Linked DNA regions of Xenopus laevis: region 2 is linked to region 1. The links are chromatin contacts, called in public Hi-C maps. All regions are on one chromosome and are shown on one strand. The core of a region is the stretch at or near the end of the contact, and the rest is flanking DNA. Distances in the headings are between cores, read along the strand shown. Region 1 has its middle 8.4 kb from the start of plk3.S. Region 2 has its middle 6.0 kb from the start of best4.S.

Region 1 (3,776 bases), core at 507-3,006:
CTCTGGGTGTCCATTTGCTTTAGTCAAGTGATAAAATAGTCATATAAACAGCACAAGTCCTGAATCTAAGAAAACCAATATTGTTTAATAAAGGTCACAGCATTTATTTTCCAAAATGTCAAAATGTGCTATCAAAGAAGCTTAAACGTTGAAAAATAAATTTCCATTCAAAAAGCATTTTCTCTTCAGACAATAACAAAAGAACAGAAGTTGGTGAAGAAGGCAAAGAACCAGGGGGAGGCCTGCCACAAGGTAAATTGAGTGCCTTGCCTTAGGCAGAAAAACAAGGCAGCAAACTGGTGCCTCACAAGAAAAACATGTCTGACTTCCAGAGAAATCAGTGAACATAAGATGAAATTGCCTGGTTTTAACTAGTTTTGTGCCTAACTTGTGTCTAGTGACAAGCCTAAGGCAATGTGTTATGTGCTGAACAGAGGGTCCTTTGTGCTGCTAAGCTGGATATGAAAGAGGAGGTTGGCAGAATCAAGTGGCAGACAAAGTGCACCAGCCTAGTCGCTTCTCAAGTGGTTTGTATATACAAGCATAATGCTGCTACTTTCCACTACCTTCTGGCAACAACGTTAGATATGATCCCAAAGATCATGTTATTTTATGCAAATTGTCAAAAAAAAACAACCGAATTACAGCGAAAGTAACCAATATAAAGTGAAATCTTTCTTATGTACAAACTAGTAGAAACAGACTTATTGCTGCTCCTAAACACACTGGTTCTACTCTGTGAAGTACTCTATGAAAAGGCTTTACGTTTACTACAGTTGAGCAGATCTGCCATTCATCATAACAGCCAAAAAGGCAGATTCTTCGCCATTTTGGCCATGAAAATGTGTAGCTAAAGTCCAGATCCATTATCAACAATAAAGATGAACTACAAGTACCATCTTAGAAATTTGGGGCCTGCTCAGTGTCTAATACATGGAATATATCAACCACATCAGCTAAAAACTATATTCTGGTTGAGTATCTAGTATTGTAATTAAGTGACTATGTGCAGCGAAATCATAAAATATAATACCATTTTATTTATACAACACTTACGTTAAAATATTCTATCCCATAAAAACAAAAAAGCAAAGCACAGCATTTGGAGGGGCCCCCTCAGATAAATAAGGCCCTGATCCAGTCATTAAACACATGCCTTAAATGATATATATATATATATATATATATATATATATATATTTATTTATATATTTATATATATAATATATCACTAACCAGAATGATTAATAGGCCACCTGACATAATGTTGGTGATTACTATTGCCAAGTTCTATAGCTAGGCGTCAACATTTGTGCCTTAGTACATCCAACTCAAACATTTTTTTACACTTCACAACATAGAAAGAGTCAACCTGAGGGGGAACATGTTTTAAATTATAGAATTGCTGTTCAGAGTGTGTTACTTTCCTAGAAAAGAAAAGTGTAGCACAATATAACTCTATGTTATTAGAGTCAAACACTGCAAAAGTACAGAACCAGAAGGGTTAAATGACTGTCTACGTTTCTGTTCTGTCTGTAAGTGATTGGTGTGTCTGACAAGCAGATGTTATTTGTTATCCGTCCTGGGAGAAGGACCCTTTATGAATGCAAATTGTTATGATGTGTTAAAAGCAATGAGCATCTGGTGAACAGAATCACAATAAGAGACATCCCCATAGCCACACAATCTACAGCACTGTGATTCCAGACAGCTTGACTTTTTTAAGCAGCTTTCAGTGGTCTGAGTCACTTCCTGGTTGGTAGAGCCTGTGATGTCACATGTATATATTGCCAAGAGATAGGTTATGGCCCAGGTCAGCATGCTCCATTAAATTGGTGATTGTATAATATCCACTGTGCGTCATTCCCTGAACACAGTGGTAATAATGCAGCCACATATATTCATAATATTATACATCAGTGCTGTCCAACATATGGTGGCACAGATATATAATATACAAATATATATATATATATACAGTATATATATATATATATATGTATATATCCTGGTTTATATGCAAATATATACTATATCTAGCTGCCAACTTTTTTCTAATTTCAAAGGGACAACCTGTACTTTGAACTTTGTATCATGAAATTTTTGTTGCTGCAAATGTAACAGCATGAAACTGTATCTAAAGAAGCAGAATATCTGCCAGGGTCAGAAAGCAATTAATGTTCTAAATCAGTCTAGAATACACAAACACAACCGAAGCTAGTAATTATACTCTTGTGGCATATCATTAGGTAGTAGGTTCAGTGCAACATTGCCCATAGCCAACACAGTTTTTACAGTAAGAAAAATAAAAGCACAAATCTAATGATTGCTATGGTTTTTGAGGAAGAGGGGTTAAATATATATATACTTCACACTGGAATTTGCATTGTATTTGTATAAAAACACTCACTACACATTACACTGACTCAACACTAACCCCATTATAAAGTGGTTGTATGCATGCCTTTCCCCATCAGCTTTCTGAGCCAGATTGCAAACTTCTCGTGGTCTCTGTGGTTCCAACACTAGTGATGTGTGATGGGACACATTCATTGACTTGTTTTGTGTGAAATTTTGCTTGTCTGTATCTATCCAACACCTGCATTTTTTTGTACCTAGCACCACTGTTCTCTTAATGCAAATGCAGTGTGCAGCATGTATAGCCAAAAGGGAGCCATATTTTCTTTATCTGTCATCAGCCATGTAATTAGTGCAACCTCCCTTAGCACATTGCAATTGTGCTTGCTCTTTTTTACCCATGCAATACCCAGTGCAATAGAAAGGCATGTTATCCCATGGCCATCTTACATGACTCCCACAATGTCATAAGCAGAACTTGACCTGTATTTATTGGCTCAGTTTTTGCAAAAATCTCATTTTGAGGTTACCTTTACCAGGTGCAATTTATTTGTGAATAAAATTGCATCTGAACCAGTTGACCTGATCCAGTTGTATGCCCCAATAATGTCAGGAAATGCAGCACAATCAACAGGCACACCTAGCAAGCTTCAAAGGTGGTAGGAGATGGAAGGAGATTTTTCAGTTTCTGAGAGGGAGCATGAGAGACAGCCTGCACTTATTCAACCTGTCAGAGATCAGACTGACTGGGGAAGCCTAATAATAGCAAGTCTAAATGAAAAACTATAATGGCTGAATTTGCACCCTTTATTGGTTGGCTAGTGAGTCAAAATTGATTCAGAGAGGTTAATGCTAAATAGTTAGTCAATTTTAATGAAACCCATAGAAAGTTATTAGGCATTTGTGCACATGACATTGTTTCAGGTTTGAAAAGCTATCTACCCATAAAAAGGGCAGCAACCAGAGTGAGTTATCTGTGGCACATGGTTGAGAGTGTCACTGGCAGGTATTTTATGGTTATAGTAGCTTGTGGTCTGGAACCCCTAAAACTTCATTATTCAACATGAAGGTTATGTAAAGTGTTCCTTACATACATTGGTTTGGACTGTTCTGATTCAGTTTTGTAAAAGTTGAAAATCTAACAGCAATTCTGAAGCATAAAAAGCCAGAATCCTTAGACCATTATGCAGCATAAAAACGATTTGTTAATAAAAAGTGGTTTTCTTGGTTAGGCATTTGCCAAAGGCAATACAATTAAAAGTATCTTTAGTAAAAGGAGAAAGTAATGTTTTATCTTGCATGTCATGCTGCTTTAAAGAGCTATAATTATTTATACAAATAGCAGTGTTAGAAAGTAAGGCAAAGTCTATTCCAGCAAATACAGTTTTGAGTTTTATGTTGACTCCACACCAGTTAAT
Region 2 (3,776 bases), core at 836-3,335, 46 kb before region 1:
AGGAAGTTGGTGGCAGTTTATTCTCTGAGATTGTTCCTCTTTTAGAAACTCCCACGCAAATTTGCACACCTCTGAATTGGACTCTTCCTGGGAGTTAGGGAAATCAGGGATCACACATATACTAATAACCTCAGTAATTACACAATATAATATGCAATTTACAGTTGGTCAAAGACATATTCTGGCCATGGGACACCCTCTGAATCTAGGGGACTAGGGAAAATGCCTTTCTGTCTTGCCTTTTCTCTGTAACAAAAATAATGGGCAATGGAAACATCTGCCATGACTTAGAACCACTTTTGGTTAGTGTTTTAGAGTGATTATTAGAGGGTTGTACCACGTTAGCAATTAAAAGGTAGGTAAACATTGATCAATGCACATTCCCTGGTCCCCTGTCTCATAAGTAATCTTGTATCTATTCAAGTTTATGATCATAAAATTGTTAAGCCACCATAACACGTCAAGGTTAACCCCATATGCTTGTAGTTATTTGGGCCAGATCAGTAGCACCTCCATTGTATTCATATATTTTTACTTAGCCTTAGAGTGCTTCCACATACCCTCTTTTTGCATTAAAAGGTAGTTAAGTGTGGAGATTACACTTTTATCGCTAGGTGAAATTGCAGTCATTTTGGCCATTCTATTTACCTGCATACAATGTCTATATGACAGAACTAAAAAAGCAAACATATCTTTTTATTCATCTGTGATACTGCAGATTGCATTAATATTTCTTGCTCTATTAACATAAGAAAAATACTCACCTCCATTATCTGCATCCTTAAGAATTGATTATCAACCTTGCCACCCATTCTCTGGATATTGCTCTACGCGGCATCATCTTACAAAAATGACCTCCACCCAGGGCCACCTCTGGTAACTTTAAGAGGCAAATTTCCATTTTTTAACACAGAAATTTGGCTCTGCTAGTGCAGCAAGCGCAATAGCACTCACTACACTTGCGATGCAACCCCTCCTGGACCCACTCTGACCCTAAAAGTTCAGAGCGAGAGGGGGGCAGCATTGGGGCTGCTGCCTCACCAATAGCATTTACTGGCTTAAGATTGTCGGTTATGTCTTACAGTCAGTAGATGATACTTTGGCAAGTTTTGAGTAATACCATAGGATAATTTATGATTGGAATGCTGGGCATACACAGGTACAATCCACCATGTTTTTGCACTTTGTACCAGGTCTTCCAGCCTAGATGAATAACCATTTTGGCACATTGATGTCGCACCCCATAACTATCCGCTAATTTGTTTATCATTGGTGCGTTGGCTCTGCAGAAGGCAACCAGTCCCAGAGCAGAAATGTCTGTCTCTTTCTCTTACTTGACCAGTTGCTGGCTTCCTCTGGTTCTGGAGTCAGATACAGGAATTATTATTGAAGCATGCCCAGAATTACCACTGATGCAATGTGTGGGTACATTTTAAGGGACTCACGTGGTAAAAAGAGAGTTGGAAATATAGGAAAAGTTTGGCTTTTCTTGGTCAATTAACATTTCTTTGGGGTGGGGGGGAGATGGTTTGACTTTTGCTCCGCCACTGTTTGGAAGGCACTCTGTATGGTCTATGCAAGTCACATGCTCTCCAGAAAGGAAGAAGAGATATATCAATGGCAAACAAAAAAAAAATACTAGCTTTAGCCTGGCACAGGATGAAAAGCCACCTGTTGTGCTGGCTTTTGATCTAGATTGCCTTGAGACTACAGACTAAAGTAAAAGCACATTATGGCCTTCATACTTATATAAGTCCCCATCACCTATAACACTTTCTGAGTTTTTAAAATAACAGAAGAACTTTGGGTGGAAACGCCAATCACAATTAAATTTGCCTTAGACAATATATTTTTAAAAATGTTGGCAAGCAATTATTTATGGAACTCCATGTTAAACATCTTAGGCCTGGAACACCATCCCATAACCTAATGTGTCTGCTTTTATCTATGTATAAGTAAGAAATTGCTTAAATAAAAATATCAATTAATCAACAAAAGTCTACTGCAGGTGGAAACGTTTCCACTAGGTGGCACTACAACACAAGCTAGTCAGAGCTTCTTTGTTTAGAGCTGTCAACTCTCCCATATTTAAACACGAGGCTTAAGTGGAGCAAGGGTCATAGTTTAATTGCTTGTGTTTTCAAATGCAAGGAGTCTGACTGGTAAAATGAGAGAGCTGGAGGTGCTGGTGCTTGAGGGAAAATATGATGTGATTGGTGTGGCTAAAACATGGCTCTGAATGAGTTGCATTGTTGGGCAGTTAATATATCAGCAACTATACTTTGCTTCGGAGGGACAATAGAAAAGAAGTAGGGGTATGTCTGTTAGTTATGCGGGATTTAAAAGCAAATATAAAGGAGGAGGTGATGTTAAAAAAATAAGGGAGGTGAAGTCTTATGGATGGAGCTCTTCACTGATTGTAAAAAGTCCAGCAAATTAATTATAGGAGTATACTATAGACTCCCTAATTTGAGTATATTAACAGTAAAAACAAATTTTGTCCTAGTGAATGGCATTATGAGCAGCAACCAGCATGGCTTTATGAAGGATAGGTCATGTCAGACAAATTTGATTGCTTTTTATAAAGAGGAAATTAAGATGCTGGACAGTGGGGGAGCAGTAGATGTGATCTATTTAAATTTTGCCAAAGCATTTGATACCGTGCCCCAAAACAACTGCTTGAGTGTGGTTATTAATGGTATATGCACTACTTGGAGAAAGATTTTTTTGTGGTGTGTGTCCCTCAGGGCTCAGTATTGGGTCCACTTTTTTTTAACTCGTTCATTAATAACTTAGGGGAGGGTATTGTAAGTAATGTATCAGTGTTTGCAGATGACACAATACAATGCAACCTAATTAATTCCATCCAGGATGTGGCATCCTTGCAACAGGATCTTGACAAACTGGCAATCTGGGCAGCTAAGTGGCAAATGAGATTCAATGTTGATAAATGTAAAGTCATGCACCTGGGATGTAAAAATATGCAAGACACATATAATGGGACTGCACTAGGTTGTAGCTGTACTGGCTGTAGTAAGCAATGCTACAGCAGTTGTAAGGGCAAACAAGGTCTTGTACTGTATTAAAAGGGGCATAGAGTCACAGGAGGAGGGGTTCACTCTTCCACTGTATAGAGCACTGGTAAGGCCCATCTAGAATATGCCATACAGTTTTGGTCTCCAGATCTCAAACTGGACATTATTAACTATGTATAAATATATAAGTAGGTCTTTCCAGCTGACACGTGGGCATCCATTCTGAAGAAGAAAGGAGGTTCCATCTAAATATTCGGAAGGTGTTTTTACAGTGTGAGAGCTGTGAAGATGTGGAATTCTCTCTGAATCAGTTGTACAGGCTGATACATTAGATAGCTTTAAGAAGGGGTTTGATTGCTTTTTAACAAGTGAGGGAATACAGGGTTATGGGAGATAACTCATAGTACAAGTTGATCCAGGGACTGGTCCAATTGCCATTTTGGAGTCAGGAAGGAATTTTTCCTCTGAGGCAAATTGAAGTGGCTTCAATTTAGATTTTTTGCTTCCTCTGGATCAACTAGCAGTTAGGCATGTAAGACCTTAAAGGTTGAACTTGATGGACGTGTGTCTTTTTTCAAACTAATTTCAACCTAATTTACTATGTTACTATGTAACTTTCTATGGTTAGGGCATAATTTGTCATAGTTGGCGTATGTTTATTAATGGTTGAAATTTCCCGGAAACTGATATCTGTAATTTATAGCACAGGGTTTGTTGTGCATGTGTGAAAGGCAGGGAAAA

What was found. A called contact is a pair of places that touch in the nucleus more often than the background predicts.
Region 2: a contact with region 1 is called in a Hi-C map of the XL177 cell line, with 6 times the contacts expected there. The contact joins two enhancer-like sites. A contact is called at or near these places in 3 of 4 Hi-C or Micro-C datasets (the XL177 cell line, the XTC cell line and animal cap).

Annotation. Positions count from the first base shown.
Region 1 is chr4S:71,139,636-71,143,411 of Xenopus_laevis_v10.1, reverse strand. No RefSeq gene overlaps it. Among protein-coding and RNA genes, the nearest start is that of plk3.S, 8.4 kb to the right of the region's middle. Within about 2 kb of position 1,756, at least 1 of the 7 cell types and tissues checked has an H3K27ac peak or open chromatin away from gene starts, as enhancers often do.
Region 2 is chr4S:71,185,805-71,189,580 of Xenopus_laevis_v10.1, reverse strand. No RefSeq gene overlaps it. Among protein-coding and RNA genes, the nearest start is that of best4.S, 6.0 kb to the left of the region's middle. Within about 2 kb of position 2,085, at least 1 of the 7 cell types and tissues checked has an H3K27ac peak or open chromatin away from gene starts, as enhancers often do.